Regions from separate parts of the Mus musculus genome. Here region 1 is linked to region 2. Evidence: chromatin contacts called from public HiChIP or PLAC-seq data. All regions are on one chromosome and are shown on one strand. The core of a region is the stretch at or near the end of the contact, and the rest is flanking DNA. Distances in the headings are between cores, read along the strand shown.

The links. HiChIP or PLAC-seq counts read pairs in DNA pulled down with a chosen protein or histone mark.
Region 1: an H3K4me3 HiChIP or PLAC-seq map of bone marrow-derived macrophages shows a contact between it and region 2, with 10 times the contacts expected there. The contact joins two enhancer-like sites. A contact is called at or near these places in 1 of 39 promoter capture datasets (the 3T3-L1 cell line), 2 of 15 datasets of contacts at CTCF or cohesin (large pre-B cells and pro-B cells), 3 of 484 Hi-C or Micro-C datasets (CD4 T cells, bone marrow-derived macrophages and nephron progenitors), 35 of 115 datasets of contacts at active chromatin or transcription factors (the 230-238 cell line, DN3 thymocytes, T-cell acute lymphoblastic leukemia and 26 more) and 2 of 9 other capture datasets (bone marrow-derived macrophages and embryonic tail).

What each region holds. Positions count from the first base shown.
Region 1 is chr9:123,926,234-123,929,838 of GRCm38.p6, reverse strand. It overlaps Gm51701 (a long non-coding RNA gene), which reads right to left. Exons shown (of 2, transcript XR_003948284.1): 2 at 1,133-3,092. Among named protein-coding and RNA genes, the nearest start is that of Gm51701, 2.9 kb to the right of the region's middle. Within about 2 kb of position 1,603, at least 175 of the 459 cell types and tissues checked have an H3K27ac peak or open chromatin away from gene starts, as enhancers often do. A contact at or near this core is called in bone marrow-derived macrophages, where this site is marked.
Region 2 is chr9:124,273,343-124,276,791 of GRCm38.p6, reverse strand. All of the region lies in intron 1 of Gm39469 (zinc finger protein 431-like), which reads left to right. Among named protein-coding and RNA genes, the nearest start is that of Gm39469, 8.4 kb to the left of the region's middle. Within about 2 kb of position 1,596, at least 13 of the 459 cell types and tissues checked have an H3K27ac peak or open chromatin away from gene starts, as enhancers often do. A contact at or near this core is called in bone marrow-derived macrophages, where this site is marked.

The DNA of each region.
Region 1 (3,605 bases), core at 354-2,853, 350 kb after region 2:
AAAAGAGGGGGAAATCCCACAGGTGAACAGCCCAGCTTTCCTGAATCCTATTCTATAAAACCATAATTAGAATAGAATGGGTGCTATTATATCTATTATGTGGAGTAATTTACTACACAGCTGGGATAATCAGTACATTACTATAGAGGAGTATGCAAAAATTAACCAGGAAAAACTCAAAATCAAATTTTATGCATATTCTAGCCTGATATACATAGTAAGTTCCAGATGTCCAGGGCTACAAAAAAGAAACCCCATTTTCTATTTTTAAAAAGTACTTTATCATTACAAAAACATCAAAAATTCATAAAACTTCCTCTGTGTGACTATTTTAAGGAATCAATACAAGATTTGAGAAATTACATGGAGTCTTGCAAAGTCTTGATAATGGAACCTGTTGACAGTCACAAAGTGCACTCAATCCCTTTGGAGTCTCGGAGCTCCGTGCTAATACGTGTCAGTCTCCGTCTTGGACCACACCTTCTAGAATGCCTGAAATTTAGAGAGAACACTAACGAATTATCAAAACCAGCCTTTGGTGTGCACTCAAGTGCGATGGAAAGATTTCCTAAGTCATCGTAATTTGTTCACATGGAAACAGCAGAGAAAGCTAGAAGACACTAGCTTCGAAACTTCTTAGTTGTCTGTCCCTGAGCCCTTTGTGGTACTTCCTCCTCAGAGCCCAGCTCCAGCAGTCCCCTTAGCGGCTGTTTTTAGCAACCACACCCTCTGACTGTGGGTTTGCTCTGCAGTGGCTTTAAGGTTTGAATACGAAATGCCTTCCACAAACAGACACTACAGAATCTTAGGTGTCGAGACAATGGGCATTTGAGAAGGAATTGGAACCTTCAGATCCTGGACTCCTTCCTTGGTAGATTCGTAATATGAGAGCATTCTTAGGAGACAGCCAAAACAGGAAGTGGGATCCAGATAAGAGAAGCAGGTCGTTTAGGGTGTGCCCCTGAAGGATGTATCTTTTACCCCTTCCCCTTTGTGTCCTTCCTGTCTCCTTCTTTGACTTCTGGCCACTATGGGGTGAACAGTATCTGCCGTATACTCCTGCCACCACGGTGTTCCACCTCACTGAAGATCTAGAAACACGGCAAAGGGTCAGGAACTAAGCATCTGAAACTGTGACCCAAAACAAATTCTCTCTTTAATTTGTTCCTCTCAGAACACATTTCACTATGTGTCATAGTGGGGGGAGGGGGGAGTCTAACACAGAGTATGTACACAAAGCCTCACAATGGGACTGTTGATGTAATTCGGTTGGTAGAGTGCTTGTCTATTACCAGCAGAGCCCCGAGTTCCATCCTCAGCACTGCACAAACCAAATGTGGTTTAGTTCCAGCACTCAGGGAGCAGTAGCGGTTTGAAGCCAGCCTAGGACACCCTGTCTCAAAACAAACAAATGAAAAACATTGGGATTCAATGAACAGAACTGATATTAGTCCACTGTGTTCATAGCGTTCATGATGGTCCACGGTAGCTTAGACTTCCTGGTAGTCATTTCCTTGAGTCAGGCTGACCTTAGAGTATAGAAAGAAGTTTACTGTCTTGCTGTCACGCATTGCTGTTGCTTGCGGTCATGTCACAGGACTCTGAGGCAGTAGTGGAGAGACTCGTGAGATGAGGAAGTGAGGTCTCTGCGAGCAGCCGGAGGCATGAACACCTGAAAGCAATTAAGCCCCACCTCCAGCCAAATCTCCTAATGACGGAGTAGACGTTCTCCCTCGTCCGAGAGAGACTGTAGTGAAACGACCCCACTAAGATGTCTCAAATTCCCAACACACAAGACTGTATGACACAATACATGCTTCCTGTTTAAGTCCTGATGTCCCATGGTGATTTTTACTATTTATATGTAATATGCTCATCATGCAAATGAAAAGTAAGCTCAGAGACAGCAACAGAGGACGCACAGTGGGACCCCAGAGCAAAGGCTGATCGTTCACCAGTTCTTCAATTGACTGCAGATGAGAGAGGTCAGGTTGGGGGACACTGAAGCCATTCCCAAGCAAGATGGATGGGCCACCAGCTCAGCTCCTCTCACTGGCAATCTCTGAGAACAGAAGTGACCCAGATTCTGTTTTCCCTTGCTTGGGGAAACATCTGCCTCCACATGCACGGTTCTCTCCACCTAAACAAAATAATTGACTCAAGTCCCTGTGCCACTGGACCTCCACTGGCGCCACACGTGAAATGACCACTGACTCTCACAGCTACAGTGCTGCCAGCTGTGCCCAACGAGGGCTGTGGGGCCGGCCTCGCACCGAGGATCACTGCCTACAACTCTGACCTTGCCTCACAGGTCCCCCGTTGTTGATTCGCGAGGTTACTCTTGAATAGGTGCTAAGGGAGCTTTTGAAATGCACACGATATCCAGTTACTCACTGGTCATATGAATGTCAATCACCCCTGCACAGGCGGGGCTACAGGCTATTTGAGCTCTCGGGAGGAAGCAGAATGTGATGGCTACTGAGTAACAACCAGCCAGTCCTACTGGTTCTGTCTTTTCATCCTTGAACACATTCCGTTAAGAGTCACTATAATCCCCAGGCACAAGTGAATTGAGCGAGTCAAAGGGTTTTAGAAAAGAAAGCCACATCGCCGGGGCGTGGTGACGCACGCCTTTGGTCCCAGCACCCAGGCAGAGGCAGGCGGATTTCTGAGTTCGAGGCCAGCCTGGTCTACAGAGTGAGTTCCAGGACAGCCAGGACTACACAGAGAAACCCTGTCTCGAAAAACAAAAAACAAACAAACAAAAAAAGGAAGCCAAAAGTTCTAAGTAGCCCACTGCCAGTCTTCAAGGTCAAGAGAGACCTGGGATGGTGAACCTTGCTGATCAAGTGAAATAATATAAGCCCGGAGCCTTCTGTGGAACCCGAGAATTCCAGCACCAAAGAGGAAGAAATGACACGCAAGGTGTCAGTAAAGAAAACTCCAGAGCCCATTGTGGGTTAAGTGGGGTTGTGTTGCTGGCCGGTCTCCACCACAGTCTCCTCTCCACCTGCTCCTCTTCAAACGGATGCCTTGGATCCTTGATGGTCTTCAGAGTTACTTTGGGGTTTGACACTGGGAAGAGCCACTATCTGATAGAAATATTAAATCAGTCACATATGTACTTTTAAATCCTTTTCTAGACACACTGTCGTTAAACATCTAAAATAGATAAAGGGTGTAACTCGATGGTAGAGTATTTGCAAGTATACGCAAGGCCCAGGGTTCAATCTCTGAGCGATGAGGGGAGGGGAGTCGATGTGGGGAATAAGTTAAATTAATGCTATATTTAACATACCTAACATATGTTAACATGTAACTAGTTTATTATATAGACTAAAAGGACGGTCTGCATTTTTATTCTACTATCTTCAAAACCTGGTGTGTAGTTTGTACTTAAACACACTGTAGTTAAGATCAACCGACTAACAAGGTACAACAACTCTCAGAGCTGTGTGCCTGACATGCGAAAAGGAAGGAATTGTCCTTTAAAAAAGCGACAGTCTCCCTCTGGTGGGAAAAACGGAAATTGCAGGAATAAACAAAAGACTCCAAAGAGCAAAAACAGCTGTGACACCCACACTGGGCCGCCTGCCCTGGTGTTG
Region 2 (3,449 bases), core at 347-2,846:
ACATTGTGCTAAAGGAAAGAAGACAATAGCAGTGGTTAAAGGATTATGCACTTGTAAAGACTCTCACAGTCTGTGTTGCATTTGGTCATAAAACAGCATGTAATTGCAGCTTAAGCAGTGTCAACCCACTTCTTTCTCCCATCTCATTTTGAACTTTAGTGCACTCTTATAGTCAGTTGGATATGAGAGCTGCAGCCATCTTATCTACATTACAGGTAGCCATAGAAAATAAGGGGCAGAAAGCACAGAATCTAGCTGAAGCAATCTTCTCCAAAGGGTTTGTCTAATGTTCTTTTAGAACATTATGTGGAGAAGAGAAATGAAATATCAAGCTTTTTGTAGCAAGAGTTATGATAGAGATGAGAGGCAAACAGTTATACACTAAAAATGCAGAAAATGTCTTTATTTGGATGTTATGAGAGTTTTCCGCCATTAGTCATACTGCATGAAAAAGTAAAAACTCACTGACCATTTTGTTTGATTTTAAATACTGACGATAAATTCCAGTTGAACAAACATAGTTTGTAATAGTTTTAGATAACAGACTTACCTCTTTGTTTTCTCTGGGTTAAATAACTTATATGGTAACACTTTCATTTTTGCTTTGGAGAATGTGTTTAAACATTTAACATTTTTTATACATCAGTTTACTTGTGCTTAATGTATAATATAATCAATGTAGCAATTTTGTATAACATCACATATTTATTTCTACTATTTGAATAGTTATTAAAACATTAGTTTTTCTTAGAAACAACCAAGAGTATTCCTTTGGAAGGAAATGAGCAAAAATCTCTGTAATTCCACATTCCAAACTAGTGAAAGCTAACATAAGCTTTTGTTTCCTGAATGGTATATATTTCACATTGCTGAGAGCAAAACTTCTGATTTCACAAATATATACTGGACCCAAGGTGAGCTTGTAATGAGCTTGTATTGCAGGTTATTTGATCACATTGTGAACCCCCAGACTGTCTAATATACTTAAAAAAAAAAAAAAAGCTGTTTCTAATTGTGGTGTGGCTCAGCCCTTAGTACACAACTTTGCTACCAAACGATGAAGGTAAAGTTAGTTTTAGAGGTAAGCACTCGTGTTTGAAAGTGACGTCTTATTGACAAAATGATGAGTCAGAGAAAGATCTGACAGAATATGAAAAATCCAACTCTCAAGAAAAGACAGAGGAATAAGAGAAAGCATCACAGAGGGTGAGAGGAGAAGGCAGTTTTACCAAAAGAGTTTTATGGAGACCGGTTAAAGAGAGAACAAGCTAGACAGAGGTGAAGAGAGGACAAGCCAGAGAATGAGGAGCCAGAAAATAAGAATAGACTGCTAGAGTTCTTTTGAGGCTGAGTACAACAATTCAGTCAGAAGTGAAAGAAACTAGTTTGAATCAGCTAGCATGAAGAGATTTTGAGCCAGAACAGCTGAGTTGACCAGCCAGCTAGAGTTCAGAAATAAAAAGAAACGGTGAGTTTATTCAGCAGTTAAGTAAGTCATTCTAGACCTAGATAAGATTGTACCCAGGCTAGAAACTTTCAGGACTAGGTCTAGGTTATCAGAATGAGGAAGTAAGCCTCCAAGATGATGTTTTCACCCTCCTGTGTAATGATCACCGTCTACAAAAACAGAATGAGTACTGTATCTGTCACTGTCATACTGTCCCTGTCTTCACTATTTCCCTTTTCTTTGTTCATTATTGCTTCCCTTCTTCTTTGCATTTTCATTTAAGCAATGTTGAATTAAGGGTTTTTGTTTTGGTTTGGTTTGGCTTGGTTTGGTTTGGTTTGGTTTTTGTTTTTTTGAGACAGGGTTTCTCTATATAGCCCTGGCTGTCCTGGAACTCACTCTGTAGACCAGGCTGTCCTCCTACTCAGAAATCCACCTGCCTCTGCCTCCTGAGTGCTGGGATTAAAGGCGTGCGCCACCATGCCCGGCTTGAATCAAGTTTTTAATTGAAGATAGATTCTTCTCTCATACAATATATCCTGACCACTGTTTCCCCTACCTACACTCTCCTAGCTACCCCCACCATTTCCTATCCTCTTCTCCCTAAGATCCAACCCCCCATCCCCATTTCCTCTTCAGAAAGGAGCAGATATCCAAAAGAGAACAGTCAAACATAACAACACAAGATAGAAAAAGACAAGGTGAAAGTCTTCACATTGAGGTTGAACAAGGCAACGTGATAGGAGGAAAAGTGTCTCATGATCAAGCAAAAGAATCAGGGTTACACCTTCTCCCACTGTTAGGAGTCCCACAAAAACACCAAGCTAACAGCTATAACATATTAGCAGAGCACCTGGCACAGATCCATGCTGGCTCCATGATTGCCATTTATGTCTCTGTAAGGGTCCTAGAAATCCAGGCAGTGTTAGGCATGGGTTCCCTTTCATGTCAAGTGCCTCATGTTAAACCAGACACTACCAGTAAAGTGATATTGAAAAGAAAAAAGAAAAAAAAGATGCAAAATTTAAGGTCATGGATTCTTCCTCTGTGATTTCAGTTCTGCACTGTTCCAGCCATCTATGTTTGACAGACTTAGAGCCTGAGTGAGGAAAGTTACTGTGAGAGTACATTGCAGAAACCTGTGAGGATGAAACCTGAGTTGCATTTTGAGACCACAAGATGTTGAGATACCTAAGCTATGAGACACCTGCCACGGAGAGGTGTATACAGGGAATGGAAAAAAACTATCCAAGAGGTGCATGAGAGGTTGCAGGGATGAGACAATCTAAGCCTTTTAAAACTGAGGCCCGATGTGTCTGAGGCAGGTCTGCAGGATTTGTTGTTTGCCCTACTGTGTTTCTGGCTTTAGTCCAGTCTTTCCTCATTATGTACACATTCCTCTATATTGGAATGGGAAGGGATATTCTGTTCTGTTATATGTTGGAAAGATATAGCTTGATTTCTGATTTTATAAGATGGGACAATCAAGAGATTGTCTTAAGTGTCAGAAGAGACTTTGGACATTCAAAGAGTGTATGGGCTGCTGCAGACTATTAGGATCATTGAAGCTAAACTGAATGCATTTTCATCATGGATGACCATGAGCCTATAGTGGCCAGGGTCAGAATGTAGTTGATTGAATCAGAAAAGCTCCCAGACAGGGTGATATTTTTGAACACTTATCTCTTCTTTTTGGCTTTCTTTGGGGGTCTTATAATGTTAGGGTACAAGAATCATTGAAGGAAGACCTCAGACTCAAGTAGCATGCAAAAACAAAGATCATTTTATTCTGCAGAATTCTAGCATGCAGGGGTCTACTATTCAATAGGATGGAGACAGACATGTAAATTTTGCAAGCTCAATTTAAAGCCAATTAGGGGAATACCAGGGAGGAGTAGTTGACCTTTATCCTGATTGGTTGGCTCAATTTCCAGGGGTATGGGTGGCTTTGGGATTGGTCAGTGTTCTGGGGGAATTTTGGGAACTTTCCAGAACCATTATT